Regions from separate parts of the Cyclopterus lumpus genome. Here region 1 is linked to region 2. Evidence: chromatin contacts called from public Hi-C data. All regions are on one chromosome and are shown on one strand. Each heading gives the region's core, a stretch centred on a gene start, on an enhancer-like site or on the middle of the called end of the contact. The rest is flanking DNA. Distances are from core to core; before and after follow the strand shown. Region 1 holds the start of bcas3 (breast carcinoma-amplified sequence 3). Region 2 holds the start of tbx2b (T-box transcription factor TBX2b).

The links. A called contact is a pair of places that touch in the nucleus more often than the background predicts.
Region 1: a Hi-C map of muscle shows a contact between it and region 2, with 5 times the contacts expected there. The contact joins the promoter of bcas3 here to the promoter of tbx2b in region 2. A contact is called at or near these places in 2 of 2 Hi-C or Micro-C datasets (both in muscle).

Annotation. Positions count from the first base shown.
Region 1 is chr25:621,903-625,005 of fCycLum1.pri, forward strand. It overlaps bcas3 (breast carcinoma-amplified sequence 3), which reads right to left and starts at 1,798. Exons shown (of 24, transcript XM_034528788.1): 1 at 1,691-1,798.
Region 2 is chr25:308,192-310,972 of fCycLum1.pri, forward strand. It overlaps tbx2b (T-box transcription factor TBX2b), which reads right to left and starts at 1,271. Exons shown (of 7, transcript XM_034529093.1): 1 at 804-1,271; 2 at 1-41. The coding sequence starts at 1,162.

The DNA of each region.
Region 1 (3,103 bases), core at 548-3,047, 310 kb after region 2:
TACACGTGAGAAGCTGGACCCAAAGGATGTATGCAATTTTGGGTGCTAAATGACCAAATAATCCATGAATCAACCTATGAATGAATTTATGGTCCATAAATAAGGAAGCACAATCACCATTAATGATCCTGGACATCAGGCTAAAATAGGCCATCGTTATCATATTGAAGAACCAACTGAGCGTTAGTGGCTTCAGGGGACAAGATAAAGACTCACACTGCACATCAACATTGTGGTCATAATCCAGACCATCCATATGCATTCAGCAGTTTGGCATTTCTAATATTGTGTCCACATTATTAGTGAGGGTTGACAAATAGAAACTCCCCTCAAAACCTCATTCTTAGGAGTGATGTTGAAATGTCCCACCAAGCCGTCTCACAACTCAATCCCTCCAACAAGACCATGAGGACTCTGGTGTATCTAAGTGAGGGGTCAGCCCGCTATCGGTGCTCCGCGATGTTCAGAGCCCGACTGCAGACAGGGAGGGACTGAAACCAGCCTTCCTACATAGAGCATCTGAGGTCCCCCTTAGGATCAGGGCCAGGAGCCCCGGCACTGAGGGGAGCTCCAAGTAAAAAGGGTGGCTCCTCAGCATTATACGGTGAGCATTGAGGTGTTCCAACATGTGATAAAGATGCCTCCAGGTCATGACTGCTGCAGCATAACAGGCAGGTCAATGGTGAACAGGAGACCTTTGAGTCCACCCTGGACATGCTGGTGGACTTCTAGTGCACAGCTATCATGAGAGCACCTACGGGTGCCATGGATGAGCTGAAGGAGGAACACGTCTGCTGCCACCTTGAACCCAACACAGGCGAGTGGATCATTGGTGAATGCAGGTTGTGGTGACATCAACAGAACCAAAGCTTCAGAGTCAGACCGTGCAGCCACGTGCCATCAGGAACTCCACGGGGACTAATGTGACCGGTCAGACGGCAGATCTGATGCCCTCACCTGCAGGTCTGATGCCCTCACCTGCAGGTCTGATGCCCTCACCTGCAGGTCTTGATGCCCTCACCTGCAGGTCTGATGCCCTCACCTGCAGGTCTTGATGCCCTCACCTGCAGGTCTTGATGCCCTCACCTGCAGGTCTTGATGCCCTCACCTGCAGGTCTTGATGCCCTCACCTGCAGGTCTTGATGCCCTCACCTGCAGGTCTTGATGCCCTGGAGCCACCTGGTGAAGCAACTCTCGTTCCAGTGGACTGTTCTTCAGATAAGTAGCATTACGTGCCTCGGGGATAACAAGTTCACTCGCGGTGGATGGACCGTGTCCCGGTGAATGGACCGTGTCCCGGTGAATGGACCGTGTCCCGGTAAATGGACCGTGTCCCGAGACGTTACCACCCCGACCACCGCTCATGCAGCCAGCAGGGCAGAGGGGCTCCTTTAAGAGAGGATCCCCTCTGCCCCTCTCAGCCTCGGCTGTCTTGAACATCTGTTCTGCAGGCTCGCGACAGAAGCGACGAGGAGGGCCAGCGCGAGCCAGCACGTGGAACGACTGCCGGGTGCGCGCGATACAACCACCTGCTAACGCGTAACGTTAATTAACTTCGATGGGGGACCCCGCAGCTAACTCAGCTAGCGTTAGCATTACCGTGTGGTGATAACAACGACGCCGCCGGAGCAAGAGAAGCGTCTGTCACGTGTCAGTGGCTCACTGGTGCCAAGCGGCTGCAGTTACGCACCGAGCTGGAGAACGTGGACCTGGTCCTCGCCTGTGGACTCGTGTGGTGGTCCGAGGAGCTCGTCACAACAACGTCAAAACACACACAGTCTGGCTTTGCGGAACTGTGTGTGTGTGCGATAGCCAATCGGAGGACAGGAACGGTTTGGTAAGCCCAATCAGGCAACAGCCAGGGCGGGGCTAAGGCACGCGTCATATATTAGAAACGATACACTTGACAAAATAAAAGCTGAATCTGAAGGAGAAGAAACCATTTCAGTAACAACGAATCATTCAATGGAGCTGCAACACAAGTATGTGATGTTGACTGGCTCAACATGAATGGACACTATTTGTATAAAGGTCACGGAGAACACTGTTAAAGGGACATAAGTGACCGGTTTGTGAAAAAATAGATATCTATGGGTTAGAACTGACTCACTTTTAGAACTTTAGTGGAAAGGGGTTTATAGAGGAGCTCATTCATTTGTCAGGAAATTAATCATGTCAAAGACAAGTTATCCTTTCATTTATGTATCTTTAAATCTGAGCTTTACGGTTTATGTTAGACAAAAAAAGCGTGGTAATAGATGCCCTTTACATGCAAAGTGCCCTTTCAAAATAAACTTCCGTCTTGACAGGAAGTTAGGTGCTGAGCTGCAGAAGGAGGACTCCTCGGTGCACAGTTACATCAACACGGCAACCGCACAGGCCTTGAAGACTTAATCTATGAACTCTGCCATCTTTGATACCATGCTGAGTTTGTACATGTCACGCCGGGCAGGTCTTCATCTCCGGTCCCCCTCCTGTGTCTTCAAGCTTTATCAGACTGCTGAATATTCACACCTGGTTGTCATCATTCTGTGCCAAGTACAACATGGGCTGTTTTATTGATCTATTGCAGTCGTTTCAGATGACCCAACATGTAAAGGAGCCAGAAACATGTTCAGAATCAGAAGCTCTCTCAGAAAAACAGACTCATGCACACATTTGACATGATCAGGTTGGATTCCCGCAACTGTGTTCATGGTATCTGTAACCAGGTATCTTCTGACTTCTTCTAATTACTCCGAAACCTTTTTTGGTCACCTGTTGCTTTCAGAATCCTACTTCTGGTTCACAATGGACTTGTTCTGGCTCCCCAGTACATCTCCACCACGCTGCCAGTTTGTAACACTAGCAGATGTCTCTCTTTGAAGGTGGAAATCTCCTCAGATTTGCCCAGAGCACCTCCTAAGTCTCAGTATTTATGCACCTCAAGAATGGAACTGAACTGTATTTGTACAGTACGTTTGTTTGTATGTATGCACGTATAGATGTCTGTGTTTATTTACACATTTTAGTTGCTTTCATTGTTGCTTTATTTGCTTCTTGTACCAGTAGGTCGCTCTTTCGCCTACGCCGACTTGGTCTTACGCAATGGCAGAGCTCACAG
Region 2 (2,781 bases), core at 21-2,520:
CGAGGCCGTTTATTCTCACTTTGAACGGAGGGAACATCCTCCTGCAGAGGGGGAACACACAGGTGAGCACGCCGGTTCCACCACAACACACCTGACACGAGACGCGCTGAAGGCGGCGAGGACGCAGCTACACGCCGCTCCGACAAGAGGAAATATTCTAATTATTATTCTCCAGCAAAACCATCGCGCGCGTGTGTGTGTGTGTGTGTGTGTGTGTGTGTGTGTTAGGGGGTCTCTGTCTGTCTGCCTGTGTGTGTATATGTATGTGTGTGTTGTCCAAACCCCACGCTACACATCTGAGCAGTACATTTATGACCACACCACTTCACGTCCCTGCTTTTGGAAGTGTGACAGCCTGTTTATAAAACCCAGAAGAACAGAATGCAGGACGAAAAGTATAATGAAGAATAATGTACTGTGATCAGTCTTTAAATATATTGGAAATATTTTCTAAATTAATTTACGTTTTTATTAATTTTACTTATTTTGAAAAAAGAAAGAAAATGAAGCCGGTTTAAATCCTAAATAAAAACACAGTTATGGGGCTGAACCTTAATATAAAACATGTTATTTAGTGTGTAATGCGAGGTAAACATGGCATGTTCGTGCATTATTGTCTAAGGCTTTTTATCATATTTGTATTAATTGTTTAACAGGTTAATAATCGTGGGAGAAATAAAAAGCGAATAGCAAAGGCCTGACACACACGCACTATTTAGCAACGTGAATAAATGGCATCAATAAAGATAAAGGGCCGTTTTAAAAAATAAGAAATAATGTAGTCTCGGTATATCCATTCTTACCTTCCGGACTTGGTAATAACCATCTCCGTCCCGAGTTTATGAAATTGGTCCCAAAGATCCTTGGCTTCCAATATAACTTTGGGGTCGTCGTCCACTTCCTCCTCGGGCTCAAGGCTCTTCATGCTGCGGAGATGAGCCGCCTGATGGTGGCTCAGGGCCGGGTGGAGCCCAGCCTCCGCCGCCCCGGCCAGGCCGTGGTCCGTAAGGGGCTTGGTGAGCGCTCCGGGAGGCATGCTGAGCGCCGGGAAGAAGGAAGGCTGCGCGGCCGCTAGAAAGGCGGACATTGGGAAGTCGGTCGCCCGGTGTGCGTGGAAAGGGTGATAAGCCATTGCAGTCCCTGTGAAAACTGGATCTCTCATCGGTGCATCCACAAAAACCGAAGTGAAATAATGGATATTTGAGTGGTAATCCCCCCCAAACCCAGAGCCCGAGTATAGGTCCGCGCTTCGCGAGCACTTAATTTGTGTAAAGCGGCGCAGGACGGGACGGCGCGTTGCGGAGCGCACGGCGCGTTGTCGGGCTGGAGGAAATAACCCCGAGTTGCTGTTGATGTGTCTTCCTCTGGCTCCTCCGCCGAGTCCCTCAGTAGGAGCGCTGCTGTGAAGGCAGAGCCCGGTGCGCTGTGTGCCTCAGAGAAATAAGCTGTTTCCCTGCTTCAGTCATCCCACACTGACTGGAGAGATGTGGCCCCGTTCACTGCAGATCTGTGACTATCTCACATGTCCTTCCTGCCTCCATCCCCAACACTAATGAACCAAGCCCCTTTGATTGCTGATTTTACGCTTTCTGGACCAATTGTGGGCCCCTATAGGCGTGGTTCTGACAGCTCCGGTCAGATTCTAGGAGAGGAGGGGGGCAAGAAGGTGTCGGAAGCATTAGCAGTAAGAAAACATGTCAACAGAATAAAATATTAACCAATGACAGGAAAGATCGGGAAATCCCACCCCCATTTCCAAGCCAAACGCCGGGTCAGCCCTCAGTTCTTGGCCGGTGGAGGCATCGTCTTTCTCGGCTTGCGTTTTTACAACGTCGCCTCCGGAGAAACCAGCCCATCCACAGTCACAGTAATACCACCTCAATACAGAGGACCCGCTCCAGTTGTCCACGTCCACCACTGCCTCTTAGAACAACTCCCTCCAGGAGGCTCACTCCACTCTGCACTCCGGAGAGCGTTATTTCCAAGAGCTGCTCCCTCCACGGCTCTATAAGAACCGCCGTGTACTTATTCATGTTACCGGCTGTTTTCACGCTTATGCGGGATTTGCCTCACACTAGCCCGGGCTATCCGCGCTAGCTGTGTGCACTCTGGCTCCAGGCTCACGCAGCCCTGGCTTCCCCATTTATCTGGCCGTGTATCCTGATCGGGCTGACGGGGAAGGCAGCGACGGTCGCAGGCAGCGGCGTAATAAAAGAGCCGGGCTGGAAAAGACAGATGCTGCGCGGAGGAGAAGAAACCAGATGAATGGTGGTGGTGGTGGTGGTGGTGGGGAGGAGTGCATTTTGAGAGACAAAGTCAGAGAGAAGGAACAGCGGTGAGTTCTCACTTCGATACAAACTTCCTTGTCTAGACGCAAATAAAGTGGCATTATTTGGAGTTAAATTGTTTATTTATTTTTAATGAGGATACATGTCATTATTGTCCGTCATGTTGCTGGACGGCGTGGGGATGTGTGTGTTCTTGTTGTTGCAATGAGATGATTTAGTGCTCGGTCTCCGGGCTCAGGGCAGGCCGTGTAATCTCCGACAGGTTGTATTTTGTCAAACCAAGGACCCCCCCCCCCCCCTCCCCCCCCGAGCTCCTTTAGAGAGAAAAGAAGAAACAGCCCCGGCGCCGCGGCTCTTGATTAACTTGGACTCGGGTTGTTAAAGAGCCGAGAACCATCTCTTGTCTCTTTATATTGACCCTCAAGTCGTGCACGCGGAGCCCCCCCGGGCCCCTGAGCAGCCTCATCTGCGGCTCCGCTCCACGGCCCGGTGT